Regions from separate parts of the Neogale vison genome. Here region 1 is linked to region 2. The links are chromatin contacts, called in public Hi-C maps. All regions are on one chromosome and are shown on one strand. Each heading gives the region's core, a stretch centred on a gene start, on an enhancer-like site or on the middle of the called end of the contact. The rest is flanking DNA. Distances are from core to core; before and after follow the strand shown.

Region 1 (4,018 bases), core at 877-3,376, 220 kb after region 2:
GATTCGATACAATAAAGCGGGCGGAGTGCTTGGCATGATCCCGGGCATGTAACGGTGGCTGTTGGTATTATCGACAAGTCACCTTCCAGACCCCCTGAGCACATTGTGGTCCTTCTGTGATGACCGGTCTTCCCCAGGCAGGGGTGACTCAAGACCCAGCCCCGTGTCCTTGATTAGGTGGTTGGGATTGTTCTTGAACATCCCTGGGTTTGGGGGGAGTCATGTCTAAACTGTCAAGGACTATACTCCCTGCTCGCTGTGCCATCCGACAAGCTCATGGGTCTACATAATTAGCTTCCTGAGTGTTGGAGTGGCAGAGATCCACAGCCCACCCTACCCAGAGTCTGCACTGAGAACTGAGTAAGCACAACAGTAAAGATTTCCCAGGTGCTTACCGAGCTCCAGGCAGCAAGGCTAGGCTCTGCAGGTCGTGGTCATCCAACAGACAGTAGCTGGCCTCATCTCCTGCTGTGTGACTTTAGGCCAGTTACTTAACCTCTCTCTAGGTTTTTCTCCTTTCCCTGATAAAATGGGGGATAACAATACTGTTTATCTTCTAGAGTTATTGTGCGGGTGGCAAGTGCCTAGAATGGGAGCAGGCACCCAGTCAGGGGCTCAGTATGTGTGAGCTCTTGTGATTATTATTATACATACGAATACCCATCATAAGTAAGATACACATTCTATATCGTAGGATTGTTATTCTTGTATTCTCCTGGAACACTTCTCAATGGCGGTTAATAATTACTTCCATTCAGCCAAATACATCGGGGACACGTCCTTAGACACTGGGGACACTGAAATAAACCAGCCATCACTGCCCTCACGGTGCCTGTGGTCTAATGGAGGAAAGAGATGTGCCCAGCCAGCTAGAAATTGCCAGTCTGGGAAATTGCCAGACTTCTTTTCCATGCCAAGGATCACACCTGAGGAAGGAGAGGTTTAGGCTGTCCGAGGGTCTTGGGAAGTCTTTCCAATCTGGTGCTCAAGGAATGACTTTGCCAGGAGAGGAAAGGAGAAGGGAACTGCAGGCAGAGGGAACAGCATAAGCGGGAGCTAGGAGGCATGGGGATGCGTCTGGGTTTGGAACCACCGGAGCACACCGTGGAGTTACCAGCAGACTGCCTGGTGCCACCCGGGATGCTCGGCCACCCGTGACAACCATCGGTCTGGGGTAAAGTAGACGGACACGCACAACTCTGGCAGAAAGCAAAATGTGCGGGTCCCCCGATTGTGTCCTGGGCTGCCACTTTCCAGGAGCAAAGCTGTTTCCTCGTTCCCCTGAGAGCACACGGATCAGAGGAGGCACACCCGCCACCCACCCAAGTGCGGGCTGATGAGTTGGACCGCCGAGGAGACGCTGGGCGCCGGGCCTGCGTCCTGCCCTTCCCGGGAGCCGGAGAAGCGAGTCCGTTGGTCGGCACTCTCGTTCTGTAGAGTCCTTCCGGGGCTCTCACCCCCTTCTCCGGTTGCCCACACCAGTGCCTGAGCTGAGAGGAGGCTGGGCGGAGGGTGAGGGGCAGAGCCGGACCTGACCTGCCCGAGAGCCGATAGGTGGGGCGCCCCACGGGACTGCAGAGCCGGGACGGTCGCCCGGTGCCGGGACTCGGTGGACTGGAGCGCCACAGCCTCGGAGCAAGCCCGCAACGCCCGGGTCCCCGCAAAAAGGAAGACCTCCATCTTTGTCACCCCGAGGCCTGGCCAGGGTCGGGAAAAGTTAGGCGCAGGGAAGTTGGGCGCGCAGAGAAAGCCGGCGGAGGGCGCTTGAGAAGGGGTCGGGGCGCCGGGTTCTCTGCCCGCTGCCCGGGGACGCCGGCCCTGGCCGCCCCGCAGCTCCGCCGCGCCGTCGGATCGCCGCGCAGGCCGGCCCGAGGCTCGCAGGCGGGGAGAAGGGCCGGGCCGGGCGGCCGGGGCGCCCCCTCCCGCGAGCCCGGAGGGAGCGGCCGTGCGCGCCCGCCCGCTCTTTCTTTTTCGCGTCCCTCCCTCCGCTGCCCCCGCCCTCGCTCCCTATTTGGAGCGGAGACACCCCTGACGTCGGAGCCGCTCCGCTCACCGCTCCCCCGCACCGCGCGCCCGCCCGGGGCCGCAGACGGCGCGCAGCGCAGCCCAGCCGAGCCTCGCGGGGCCGCCGCCAGCCCTGCCGGCCGCCTCCCGAGCCTCCCGGGGGCGCCGGGCCTGCCGCCCCCCGCGGCCCGCAGACAGCTCCGCGGGAACCGGCGGGCGCGCCGCGCTCCTCGCCGCCGCCGCCGCCGCCGCCGCCGCGCGCGGTAAGTCCCGCCCGGGCCGGCACGCGGGCGCCCGGCTTCCAGAGGCTTCGGCCGCAGGGGCAGCGCCGCGCCCCCGGCCAGCCCGGCGGCCCCGGGACACGGTGCGGAGGCGCCTCCGGACGCCGGGGCTGGGGACGTGGGCGCGGCTCGGGGTGGCTGGGGGCACCGCTGCGCTCCGAGCTCGTCCCCGGACTCGCCGGGGGTTTCCACCGCTTGGTGAGAGTTTCGGCGGCCGGGAGAGGAAGGGAGGGAGGTGCGTGGCGAGCGCACGCCGGGCGGGTCGAGGGCGGGTCGGGCCGCGCGGGCGCCGGGGCAGCTGCCGGAGTTCGGCCGCGGGGCTGGCGCGTCTCCCCGGCTCTGCCCGGGCCTCGCCGCGCTGCGAGCCGCTCCGCTGCGGTACGTTTCTGCCTCCTTTTTGTCTCGCTCCCTTTCTGTCTCCCCATCCGACTGCTCGTGTCTCTCGTCTCTCTGTTTCCGTCCCCCTCTCTGTTCGGTCCCTTTCTTTCTGTTTCTTCTCCCCTTCTGCCTTCGTGTTCAGCCTCCCTGGGTTTATGCCTTTATGTTCTCTGTCTCTCCGTTCTGCCCCTCTGGGAGGGGGTACCTTTGTGTCTGTGCATCCCCCTGACCCCCCCACCCTAAAATTCAGACAGCCCCCCAGTGTCAGAAGCACGAGCCCCCGCAGTGGGGTTCATGAATAGTTTCCTAGACCCGGTAAAAGACGAGTAAACCCTCCCCCTACCTTCCGCCTGCCCCCGGGGCCTGGCCTGGGTCATCCCCCTGGAATTGAGTCTGGGGCAGAGGGAGCCAGCCTTTCCGGGGGCTCAGGGGGCTCAGTTTTCTTAAGAATTCCCCCCCTCGAGGCGGCCGGGACAGCGGGGCCCCGCTGCCGGCCACCTGCCCGCCCCGCTCCCTGGGCGGGGCGATTCTGATATTTTACAAGCCGCTGTAAAGGGGGCAGCTGCCCGCCTTGGCAGGGGGTTGGCAGACATCAGGGGAGAAGGGCACATTTGCAGGCTTTCTGAGGCCCTCGTCCAGCTGGAGGACACTAGCCTGTAACTACGGGAACCCCAGGAAAACAGAGGTCAGGGCTGGAGGCCAAAGGCTGGGCGCTGGCTGGGGAGGGGAGTGGGGAAGCAATTTGTCAACAAGGAGCCCCTCACCCTTTGTTACTGTGGAAACCCCAGCCTCCAGAAACTCCCCCAGATGCTGGGGCTGCTTGGGTGTGGTTTGCCTTCAGTTGGGGCCAAAGGAAAGGCAAGACCAGAGCATTTCCTTGGTGACCCTTGCCCCTCTCCCCCCCAACTCCTGCAAGCTGGACCTCTTTCTCCTGGGCCTGTGCCTGGGAGGGGTGGATGGGGAGAGTAGGTGGTCTGCATTAGCCACGGGTATATCCTCATTCTTTTCAAGTGAGATTTCAGACTGAGTTTGGCTCTTTCTCCCCACCCCCAGCCCCAAGGGTCGGAGGCTGCAGAGTGGGCAGGGATGCCGGCGAGGTCTGCAGCGGGGCTTCTGCTGAGCAGATGTGCAGCGGGCCCGGCAGCAGCTCATTAGCATAGATTTGTTTTGAGACAGTTTTGGGTCTGTGGGCAGGAGGGTCTGCAGGTGGGAGAGCCCTGGCCTGGGACGGGGGGCAGTGGGGGGGTGGTTTGCTGTGGCCCAGAAGCGGGACCTGCCTGGCAGAGGCGGGCAGGCCTTGGGAGCATGGGCCTGGCTCTGGGCGTCCACCCCCCGGGACAGTTAGTTCATGCTCT
Region 2 (3,869 bases), core at 352-2,851:
CTGCCGGACACAGAGGGCTGCTCCAGCACTCGGCTTCCCCCTTGGTTGGCTTGTAGGGAGAGCAGCCCCACATCAAAAGGGAAGCAACAGCTCTAAATCTGCAGCTTCTCTCATGCTGGTCTGAAGGAAGGGCCAATAATCCCTTCTTGCCGCTGGCCATCCAGGAGTAAAGGCAGACACCCAGTGGTCGTTCTCCCCCTTCTGCTCCCCACAGCGTGTAGCCCGATCCCCATGACCAGAGAGCGGCACTGGTCTTGTCTAAGGCCCCACGCCCTCTGTGTGCCAGGATACCAGGGAAAGCAGGCCAGGCTGCCCCAGAAGGGAGCCCAGAGAGACTCTGGGGACCCAAGAGCCCCTGATGATGTCCCTGGAGAGCTGCTCCAAAGCGCCAGGCATCTGCAGTCCATCCCCTCTGTCCTGTCCCTTAGATTTATTTTCTTCCGGAAAATGAACAACCGCATTATGTTTTATAAGGTGGAACTGGCCGTTTCCACTCCAACGCCCCACCCAGTGGCCCGGCTCCCACTCCGGGCAGCTTCTCCCTGGCATCCTCAGCTTCCTCTGTGGGCCACAGTGACCGGACCCAAGGTGCCAAGATGCTGGAGACCTGGAGGGCAAAATGCAAACTTAACTCTGACCTCTGCTGCTCTTCTTTTCTCCAAAACTAAGCAATTCATTGCAAGGACATTCTAAAACAGGGAACAGAACACCATACATCAACTTATCCCATAAATCTCATTTTTCCAAATCCCCTTCCAGTCTTTGTCCAGATGCCTAACTTTTACGGAACGACAAGCAGAGCCACGGTGCCGTGTTGAGTGCAGCCTCCGTGCTTGGCAGGGACTCGTTAGCGCTTCTCCGGGGAGCCACACGATCTCGGTAATTGTTTTTCGCAGCTGAGGTCGCATTCCACCAGCTAGTACCCTAATTTACAGTAGATCGGATCTGCCACAAAGGAATGGCAGCCGAGTCGGAGGCGATGCTGTCGTCCTGGCTTGGAATCTACTCCCTCTCCCGTAGTCAGGGTGTTCCTTAGCGGGGTGAGGCGGGCGTGCTGAGACCGGGGCTCCGCAGGCAGGGCCCCGACACCACAACAATTCAACAACGGACCCGCATTCCATTCACCAAAAGGCATCTCCAGAGACCGGGGCAGCAGCAAGTCTCAACCTGATGCTCCAAGACAAAGGGAGCACAGGACTGTGCCACAAGGAAGGGCCGGTTCGGGGTCTCCCAGAAACACCAGCCTCTCTGGCAAGTGCCGTCAGGGCCGTGGTGAGCAGGCCGGTGGCAGGGTGACTGCGGGGCATACAGACAGCCCCCCATTACATGGTTTACGGCTCTGCTCTGCGAGTGAAGCATTAATTAAAGAGGGACCTCAACAAGTTTTTGAAAATTTATTCTTACCTACTGTACTTTGATCATAATGACATGAAACAGGAAAAAAATAATTTTTATGTGGCTCACATTTATGAGTTTTTACATAAAGGCTTTTGTGGGTATTTTAAGAATGTGCTAAAATGTTGTCTGAAACCACATGAAGCCATCTGAGGAGTCGCCCGCCAGAACTAACAGCTCACACATGGAAGCACTTTAACTGGCCTTTGTATACTTAATGAGTCAAATAGTATTAATATTGTTTAAACGCTAACATGCCATTCCAATAAGGTGGCTCCACCACTGCCACCGCCCCGCGCCTGGGCCCTTGCACATCGACGTGAACCAACGACCAAATGGGGCCCGGGACCGAGAGCGGGCTACAGAGGAAGCCACCTGGCCCTACCCAGGGCTCTGCCAGTTCTGGATCGCTTCATAGGCCCCAGCCATGGAGGGCGGGGGGACAGGTCCGGCACCGAAGGCCACGGCACTGCTGTGTGAGGCAAGGCCCGGAGTTCCTGCGGTGAATGCGCTGGTCAGAGAACGTTACTGCACAGAGGCCCAAAGACAAAAGCACAGGCTCTTCTTAGGCCTGAAACCCACAGCCAGTGAAGAGGTAAATGACCCTGGAGGAGCACCCCAGCCCCTGGGAGGGCTTGACCCATGAGGCAGCGGGGCCTTGGGAAGCTCCAGGAACACAGCTGGGGGAGAACGACAGACCGGAGTCCGACAGAGGAGCAAACCCATTCAACCACACACAGTCTCGGCAGCTTCCAACACCTTCCCAGTAACGGAAAACACTAACTTTCTGGTTTTTTTTTTCCACTTGCCCCCCCGCCCAATATTTTATTTGTTTAAATGATTTTTCTCAAAGAAAACTCTGCTCCCAACATGGGGCCCGAACTCACGACCCAGAGCTCAAGGGTCGCGGGCTCCACTGCTGGGAGTCAGCCAGGCGCCCCGAGGGTGAAGGTGCCCTAAGGCAAATGGAAGGGCAGGGAATTCAGACAGCGGGCACCAAGGAGCCAGGGTAGCTGTGCGCTGGCTCCCGAAGTCAGGCCATCTGGAAACCGTACTCGATTTCAACACGCAGATACGGGCTCTGTAAGCTCAGGATCAGGGCCCCACCGACCCAAGCTGGTCAGGGAGCACGTGGCAGGGCTAGCTCTGCAGTAGCACAATGACAATGAAGCACCTGGTCACGTTTACACTCTATCATCAGATCCCTGAACGTGGACCAACTAAAAGGCCAACGTGCCAGTTAATGGTCCTGTCCTCGGAGTTCAGCATCGTTTCTCCCAGAAAATGACTCCTGCTCTTGAATCATGTCACAATCACGGACACGGATTCTGTGTCCATAATTCTTCAACTATAGGACCCCCCCCCACCAAGGGGGACGGGGAGAAAAGAGGGAAAACATAACACTTCCTGCGCAAAATGACCTACTTCACCAAAGAGAGGAGGAAAGAAAATACCCCAGCCCCCGAAGCTTTATGGAGTGTGCGAAGCCAGGCCGTGTGTGAAGCCCTAGCACGGACGCTTGTTCCGGGAGCGTGAGCTGTGAGCCTGCATCACCCAAGCCCCAGTCTCCGCCAACACCGAGCTGCACACCCAACGGGGAAGATGGGACTGGAAAGGGCTGTGACGTCGTTGGCTTTCACTCCTTCCTTTCAGATCCCCTCCAGGGAGAAGAGCCAAACCTGTGCTCCCAAGATGGAGGCCCTCAGCAGGTGAGGAGTCACCTGCCACGACCCTCCCGGTTCACCCCAGCCAGGACACACCTGCTGGGGCCCGGCCCCGGCTGGCTTCACTCAGATGTGACCTTTTTGCCACATGGGAGCTGGGCCAGGAGGCTGGAACAGACGCAGAGGCCCATGCCATCACTCCCAAGCCCCCAAGACAAGTCTGGGGCATCATAAGGTGAGCACCCCCCTCCCCCGATGCTGGAGTGTGAGGGGGCGTCACTGAATATGCCAAGAGAAAGGTAAGGAATATTTATTTGGCACCAGTGTGATGCCAAAGACTGTTTTCCCATTTGCAAAACGAAGGAGCTGGATTGTAGGCTCAGGGGTCATGTCCAGTCTGTTGTGCTTCTGGGGTCTCGCCGAGGAGCAGCAGTGAGACTTGAGGGACACTCTTTACTGTGCCTGGCACTTGGTCATGACAGTGACAAGGAGGTCACGTGGGCCCTTGTTCCAACGGAAACCCCCATGCTCGCGGACTGAGTGTATGGCAAAGACAAGGAGAACAAAACCCCGAGGCAGAGCCACTCCACCAGTGGCTGGGGTTTGGCCCCAGAACAACACCTCCTTGTGTCCTCCCAGCCTAAAACAGAGACTGGAGTTGCCAGCCACCAGCAGCAGTCTGGTTTTTTGGTCATCCTTAAAAACATCCTTACAACCTAAAAAGGCACCTGGTACGCACAGGTGGGAACAATTCAGTTCTACACCGGGGAAAAAGAAAAACCTCCCATTTGCCTGGAGAGGCGTCTAACA

The links. Hi-C and Micro-C count contacts between places; a contact is called where the count stands out from the background.
Region 1: a contact with region 2 is called in a Hi-C map of fibroblasts, with 5 times the contacts expected there. The contact joins the promoter of NBL1 here to the enhancer-like site in region 2. A contact is called at or near these places in 2 of 3 Hi-C or Micro-C datasets (fibroblasts and muscle).

Annotation. Positions count from the first base shown.
Region 1 is chr2:14,137,349-14,141,366 of ASM_NN_V1, forward strand. NBL1 (neuroblastoma suppressor of tumorigenicity 1) reads left to right here and starts at 2,127. Exons shown (of 4, transcript XM_044237308.1): 1 at 2,127-2,267.
Region 2 is chr2:13,914,955-13,918,823 of ASM_NN_V1, forward strand. The region is part of intron 4 of CAPZB (F-actin-capping protein subunit beta); the gene reads right to left. Among named protein-coding and RNA genes, the nearest start is that of SLC66A1, 43 kb to the left of the region's middle. Within about 2 kb of position 1,602, the one cell type or tissue checked has open chromatin away from gene starts, as enhancers often do. A contact at or near this core is called in fibroblasts, where this site is marked.